Regions from separate parts of the Cyprinus carpio genome. Here region 1 is linked to region 2. Evidence: chromatin contacts called from public Hi-C data. All regions are on one chromosome and are shown on one strand. Each heading gives the region's core, a stretch centred on a gene start, on an enhancer-like site or on the middle of the called end of the contact. The rest is flanking DNA. Distances are from core to core; before and after follow the strand shown.

Region 1 (4,128 bases), core at 1,345-3,844, 73 kb after region 2:
TCTGAAGGATCATGTGACACTGAGGACTGGAGTAATGATGCTGAAAATACAGCTTTACTTCCCAGCAATAAATTATATTTTTTTTATATTTTCAAAAAGAGAAAACAGTTCTTTTCGTTTTGACAGTATTTTTGATCAAATAAATGTCTTGGTGATCAATAAGAGACTTCCTTCAGAAACATTACTAAAAATCTGAATGATTCCTAACTTCTGACTGGTGCTAGATCTCTCTGATCATTACCCCTCGGCTAGTGTGAGGTTTATCAGTACAGAAAGCGTTCGTCACCTTTGGACTGTCTTCTCCTGACGCCTCCTTGTCGTTCTCAGACTGAGAGTTCTCATTCATGAGCTGCAGGTCAGGCACGATCCTGCCCAGCCTGTAGCCGGACGACCCCGCACCACGCGGACTGGACGGACACGAGTTAGCAGCGCTGATGGAGAAACCACAGAGAAATGCATTACCAAACACTCCAAAACCATCATCAGAAACCGAGCGGTGGAAACAGATGGACCGCAGGGAAGGAGGAGGTTTAATTTCTATGCAGAAAAGGAAACTGTCTCATTTGTGTGGCAGCCAAACTCAATTAAATCAATCATATCAAAAGTGGCACATAAAGGACACAGCTGCAGCCGCAATTCAGACACAAACACAAACCACCAACTCCTACTCGACAAGAACATCACCGTTTCTGCTCCAAATGCTCGTGAAATCTTTTCGTATACAGGAAAGATTTCATATTATTCTGCTATATGAATTATCTCTGTGTTGTTTCATTAACTAAAACTTTTTTTATTTATATATATATATATATATATACACACATACATACATAGATTAAATATAGAAATATTTATAATTATATTTAATAATTTTATTTATATGCAACAATATAGCGCTAAACATCAATTATTTATATTTTAATTAAAACAAAACAACAAAAAACAGACTTTCATGAGCATTTTTGATGCAAATTAATTGTTTAATTTTTTTTTATAAATTCACTAAATCTGACAAGTTTAATCAATTAAACTGCTTTTGTATTTTTAATAAACTTTTAAACATTTTTTCACATGCACTTTTGGACAATTATAGTTTTTAGTTTTTATGCGTTAAGTTTTCAGTCCTTACAAGCAGTGTTAATTTCGTTGATGAATAATTTGTCAACAACATTTTTTACACAGACGACAACAAGACGATAACGAACTAAAACTCTATTTGAATGACAAAAACCATGACGTAAATCTATTGACATTTTTGTCAACGAATAATAACGAGATGAAAATTTTAGGGAGGGACAATTTGGGAAGAGAATCAAGAGATTCATCCAGAACGAATCTGCTGCGTGGTTCAGAGGTTAGATGCGCACATATGAAATAGAAATAAATACGTCTGCTTGAAAAAATAAAGAATATGGTAAACGAGTTGCTATAAGGAATGCATAATTTACCTATATAACCATTGGTTTTTTATTTAAATGAAGACCATGTTCTTTTTCTTTATGAGAAGTTGTTTTATTTCATTTTAACATGAAGGCATGTTGTGTCTCACTGCAGTTAAATCATGTCTATCATGATAAAACCTTAATATCAAACCTATATAATAAGTTTGGAAATTTTAGAGAAATGCTTAATAAATGCACTGTAACTAAAACCCATTAGATTTTAACCGACTAAATTTACTGTAGATTCAGTCTACTAAAATCTTATGATATTTAGCAGACTTAAACTAAATTCAGATGACTAAAATATGACTAAAACTAAATGGCATTTTAGTCAAAAGATTATGATTAAAACTAAATACTTAATCAAAATTTGCTGTCAAAATTAACACTGCTTACAAGGCAACAATATTTCTGTTCTGCCAAAGGCAACAAACCAAGCATTTGCATGTCAATTAAACAGATGTTTCCAACCTAATTGGGAGATTTTTTTATTATTATTTTTTTTATTTAGGCTTTGTTCCAATGCAAACTCCCATTCTTAATTGTTAGTTGATTCAAATAGTATTACTTTTTGTTTGCATGTGCAAGACAAAAGAATGAATCTTGGCCAAATGCACATTAAAAGTTTGATCCTGCAATCTTCTAAGGTTCCCATCACCAACAAAATAAGAAACATATTGTACATTTTTCACAAATTGCTTTGTCCATTAACCTAATGGTGTGTGTTGGTTATACTGTGTTTGTACCTAAAGGAGTGTGTTGGTTATGATATAAAGTTGGCGGGTTGCTGTGTGTGCGCTGGTTATAAAGTGTTTATACCTGATGGTGTGTGCTGATAATGCTGTGTTTGTACCTGATGGTGCCGGTGGGCGAGGGCAGGGGGCTCATGAGGTGAGCGATGTTATCGGGGATGTTGATGGTTAAAGGGGAGATCTGTGGCTGAACCGCTTTCACCGGAGACTCCGGTTCCTGCTTCTCACGCTTGACGCTCGCCAGCGCAGTGAATGTGATCTTGATGTTCGTACTGGGGAACCGAAACGTGCACCTGAGAAAGAGAAAGAGAGAGAGTCTTTATAGATCGAACAAGCATCAACATGAACCTAACAATGAGATCTGCGGCCAAAACAAAGCTTCAGGCTCCCAAAACACGTGTGTGGAGCGTTTAAGGCAGAGAAGAGGGCTTTTAAAGAGTCTGAAGTCATCATATTAATCTATGCGAGAATGTTTTTTAATGAGTCCTAGTGAACAAGGTTTTTACATGCAAAATGAAATCAGAAAAACAGGCAGAGAAACAGAGAAACTCACAGTTCGGGATGTTTATATGTGCAGTCAGTTTAATACGTGTAATCCGTTTATTAAATGCATGTAAACACTCTCAACGTGCCTCAGACAGAAGTTTCCTTTGGCTGAGACGACTGTGGTTATAAAGCTCAGGAGTATAAGCAGATCTCCAAGCGATGCTAAAATTAACCGCCCCCTTGACGAACTAATATTCAGTGTTAACACTACCAGCCCCAGGAGTAAACAAGTCCCTTCACCCACCAAAACATGACCAAACACGGCTCACAGAAACCAGTTATTTTAGCACTGCTAATCACACAGCATTATATGTTCAATAAATATTTAATAAATCACAATTCTTCCAAAATGAAATGCCACTTAAAAAAAGCCCTTTATTTAAAAAAAGTGAAATATTAATATTGTTATATTTATTTATATATTATTTTTATTTAGATAAATTTATTTTTATTTAATATTATTAAATTTATTAAATTTAAATGTATTTTATTTTTATTTTATTTAATAAAGCAATAAACAGCAACATTTACATACATTTTAATAAATCAATTTAAGAAACAGAGATTTAATGAGCATTTTTGATGCAAACTAATTGTTGAATCAATTGTTTTGAATCAGTTTTGTTAAATCTGACAGGTTGAACTGAATCACTGAAATAATATCAAATTATTAAAACATTTCTCATCGTCATAACAGACTGATCTGACACGTTTGCGATTTCATCTATTTTCATTTTATGCATTTTGATTTCCAATTTCAGTTTATTTTTAATTTTTACTTTTCATGAAGTTATTTTGTGTGTGTCTTTAAACTACTATTTTAGATCAGTTTTTATGTATTAATTTCAGTTTAAGTTTTTTTTTCTTCCAGGTCATCACCAACAATCCTTACATTCTGCCAATGATTACAACATTTTATTGGAAAAAGCAACAAAACAACCAACAGTTTGTCAATTAAACAGATGCTTCTTGTCTAATTATGAGTTAAAAAAATGCATTTAGTTTTCATTCCATTGTAAACTAAACAATAAATCATGAATAATCCTTCCAGAATGATTATAAATAATCACATAAATATTAAAATGATAAGTGCATGTACTCTTCAAGTCTTTCTCAATTAAGTAAACATTGCTACAAGTTTTGAATTATTGACACTGCTGTAGAAAGACTTACATCAATGATTTGTGTATCAGTTTAATTCAGAAACATGCACTTGTTAACCCGAGAAGACAAAAGGGAAAGAAAACGTATCCGAACTGGTACAGCTCTTGAAGGAGTTCAGTCTCTCCGCTCCGGCGTCACCGTCCATATGGTTGGCACTGGGTGAGGTGTTTCTGTGCCAAACCTTGTACTAAACTTTGCGCCAGGCCCCTGCAGACCTGGCACAC
Region 2 (3,919 bases), core at 253-2,752:
TTAAGCATGTTTTTAGCAAGCTTTACTGTAAAACACGAATTTTGATCTTAGTTCAAAGGCCCTGAATCTGCTTTGCGTGAGCTGATCGTCTCTCTGTGCTTCATGCTTCAGTGTTTGTCTTTACCTTCATGTCATCTGGAATGAAGACCTTGCGTGCCTTCTTGATCATGGGCTGCGGCTTCAGCTCCTCTGCTGAGAATTTGCGCTTGCGTGGGTCAAAGATTTCCTGTCCTGGGACGCTGGAGAGGGCGAGGTCGGCGGGGTCGGGCTCGTACCTGACCGGAACCTGGATGGAGTCCGGATCTATTGGACTGGGCGTATCACGTGACGGGAGAACTGAAGGAGAAAGAAAGAGAAAATCAATCAGGATTTATAATAAATAAATTAATTAAAAATCTAAGGTAATGATAATATTGACTTATCTTCCCTGCCTTTACATCACAATCTCAACCATATTCATACTCATTTGACAAAACACAACTCTACTTAGAAAACACTTGATTAGATTATTACAAAAATTTAAAAGATTCTGATTTATCTACAGAATGTCTAATAATAAATAATAATGCATTATTCATACATAATAAACATTAATATAAAGTAATAAAGTTTATCATCATTATTAAAACAGAAAAGGAAACTTGCTCAGCTAAAAAGTTGAAAAAAGGACACACTTTGTAGCACTTTATAATTTAATTAAAATATTAAGATTATTATATTATATAATGCTTATTAGACCAGAGAATTTTATTTTAAGATGTAAACAGGATCATGTCATGTTGATTTTGTGTGTAAATGTGCACTACCATCTCCTGAGCACTAGAGGGAACATTGAACCCACCTCACACACACACATATTTACACATCTACATCCACATATAAGAATAATATTAAATAATAAATAATCATAAAAAATATACTATAATGTATATAATTGTTTTATAGTATAATTTATACTACAAAATAAAATAAGTAATACAAATAGTAATAATACAAATTATTATTATTTATTTTTTTATAATATATACTATAAAATTATTATATAGAGTTTATATATATATATATATATATATATATATATATATATATATATTATATATATATAATATAATAATGTAAGTAACTAAGCTTATTGCCTTAAAAACACACCACACACTGATGCAATAAAGGCAACCGTGTGACTGATCTACTAAAGACGTCAAACACAAGAGCAAGCGAGTGTGTGTGTGTGTGTGTGTGTGTGTGTGTGTGTGTGTGTGTGTGTGTTCATTAGTGAGGGATTAGAAAATCAAATTAAACTCTTGAGTGATTTAAGGGTCATTAAACAGGAGCTGAGAGCCGCACAACAGCACCAGGAGCTGGCACACGTCCACACACATAATCCAACTGAAACACACAGTAACACAGCTATAACTGCACTTGATGCTCACACTCTGAATCACACAACAATTAAACTCACAACAAGCTGCTTCTCCTTCATGAGCCGCAGCAGCATTAATACGAGGAACCAGAGAGAAACACACAGCAAGGTCAAAGGGTCAAAGGTCACAGCTGTAAGCTATGGGAGATTTCTTCAAGACCCAGATCGCTGCTAAAGCCTGACCATACTCTGTGTGTGTGTGTGTGTGTGTGTGTGTGTGTGTGTGTGTGTGTGTGTGTGTGTGTGTGTTACCCTGTCTGATTACAAACAAGTAGACAGTAAATCGTGAACAAATTTATCTGAACTGACCCAACCAAGACCTGCTTTATGACGGTCAAACAGCCAACATGACTCAGAAGTAATGTTCTGAGTGAAAAGTAATGATAGTACTGGCTTATCTTCACTGCCTTTAAATGATCATTAATATTCATGCTCATGAGATAAATCCAACCCTAATGAGAATAAACTTGATTAGACACAATTCCAAATAATTTCTAGATTATATTTAGATTTATTTACGAAATTTCATTTAATAAAAAAATAAAGAAATAATTTAATTAAGAATAAGGAATATTCAAGACAAAAATAATATATAACAAAAAAATTAATAATAAATATTAAAATATAAATCTAATGTTTAATAATAATAATAATAATAATAATAATAATAATAATAATAATAATAAATTAAACAGTATAATAATTAGTACAATAAATTATTTTAATGTAATCTCTAACTATAAGAACACAACTAAATTATATTTTTATTATATAATATATAAAATACTATATTTATTATATTTGATTTTAGTTTGATTAACAATCATCATCATAACAATAATAGTCTAATTAATTATGATAATATTTATTTTTATTATATTTATGTTATTAAATAGTATAATTATGAATGAATGTTTAGGTTCTACAGGTAGAATAAGAAATATTCAAGACAATAAATAATATATAATACATCAAAATTTAATATAAATCAATAATAATAATAATAATAATAATAATAATAAATATTACAACAAAGTATTCTATAATTATAATAATACATATAATTATTTATTTATTTATTTATTTATTTATTTATTTATTTATTATAATACTATGTTAACGTTATTAATAATTATTGTTCATCATTTACAATCATTTATGCCCATCTATCTTCAAATAGCAGATAGAATAAAGACACAGAGAGAGAGATTCGATTAGGCTACGATAAAACATATCTTTAATATTCTTACAGTCAATATTTTGCCTGCAAGGATCAGAAACTAAACAGTCACTCATAAGTTTAACGATTAGTAGAAAAGCCTGTGTGTGTGTGTGTGTGTGTGTGTGTGTGTGTGTGTGTGTGTGTGTGTGTGTGTTTAAAGTCCTGTATAACAGCTCTGACCTCCACACAGCACTGACTGAATAAACCTCTTATGAGTCTCTCTCTGCCAATCAGAGAGCTTGATTTTGCCTTGAGGGGCAGAGGTGAGGGGTGGAGGTCTACTGACCAATCACAGGCCTCTGTCCGGAGCGGTGGGCGGAGTCTGACCGCTGACCCAGTGAAAGCATATGAGAGTGGAAGTATTGGGTGGCAGAGCGTTCAGGGGTGTGATCGTGACCGTCCCATGAACCCTGGCCTTCACTTCTTTACACACACACACTGAGGGAAGTCGACGGGTGCAGCAAAATGATGCCCTAACAAGCTCTGTTATAACCAGTGATAAGAGGTGAAACGAGCCGTGAGTGGGCAAACGTTAGCGAAACAGACACAAAACCAACATCTGCCATAAAATAAGCAGCTATAAATGCCTCAGAGTGATTCAAAAATATATATGGACTCATAAAAATGTCTGAATGACATTGCATTTGATAAGCAAGTGGTGTTCATACAGAAAGAGCTCAAGCACACACACAAAAAGAAATTACTAATGTATATAATATAAGCCTTGATGAGCAGAAGAGACTTTTGTCATTTTTGGAGATTGTTTCTGACCTCTGACCTCTGTGTTTGTTTATTATCACAACTAACGTCACTATCTCAATCCATTCTGGTACTCAAAGCTGATGAATAACTTCCAGCCGTGCTTGTTTTGCTCTACTATCTACTGTTCTCTCACGCACATCGAGAGCAAAGTCCACCACTTCTGACAGCCGCTCACGCTCACACTCATAGACAAAGCAGGCTCAAGACATTGGCTTTCTGGTGACGCGAGCGACAGATGTGTGGATGAGGTCAAGCAGGACTGCAGCTGGACACTGTATACTGAGTAGAAATCACAACCATTCAGAATGTCATTATTTAATTGCTATGAATCTGATTTGAGGTAGCGAACAGGATGCAGAATAGTAATGCATGTACTGCTGTAAATATAGTTTTTAATAATGCATTTATTTATTTATTTTTAATTTCACTAACATGATCGTTCACACACACACACACACACACACACACACACACACACACACACACACACACACACACACACAGCATATTTGAAA

The links. A called contact is a pair of places that touch in the nucleus more often than the background predicts.
Region 1: a contact with region 2 is called in a Hi-C map of skeletal muscle, with 5 times the contacts expected there. The contact joins two enhancer-like sites. A contact is called at or near these places in 5 of 8 Hi-C or Micro-C datasets (liver and skeletal muscle).

Annotation. Positions count from the first base shown.
Region 1 is chrA3:7,117,112-7,121,239 of ASM1834038v1, forward strand. LOC109107262 (forkhead box protein K2-like) reads right to left here. Exons shown (of 9, transcript XM_042716811.1): 2 at 2,296-2,487; 3 at 287-431. Among protein-coding and RNA genes, the nearest start is that of LOC109107262, 13 kb to the right of the region's middle. Within about 2 kb of position 2,595, at least 1 of the 8 cell types and tissues checked has an H3K27ac peak or open chromatin away from gene starts, as enhancers often do. A contact at or near this core is called in skeletal muscle, where this site is marked.
Region 2 is chrA3:7,045,084-7,049,002 of ASM1834038v1, forward strand. hlfa (HLF transcription factor, PAR bZIP family member a) reads right to left here. Exons shown (of 4, transcript XM_042716796.1): 3 at 125-336. Among protein-coding and RNA genes, the nearest start is that of hlfa, 7.2 kb to the right of the region's middle. Within about 2 kb of position 1,503, at least 4 of the 8 cell types and tissues checked have an H3K27ac peak or open chromatin away from gene starts, as enhancers often do. A contact at or near this core is called in skeletal muscle, where this site is marked.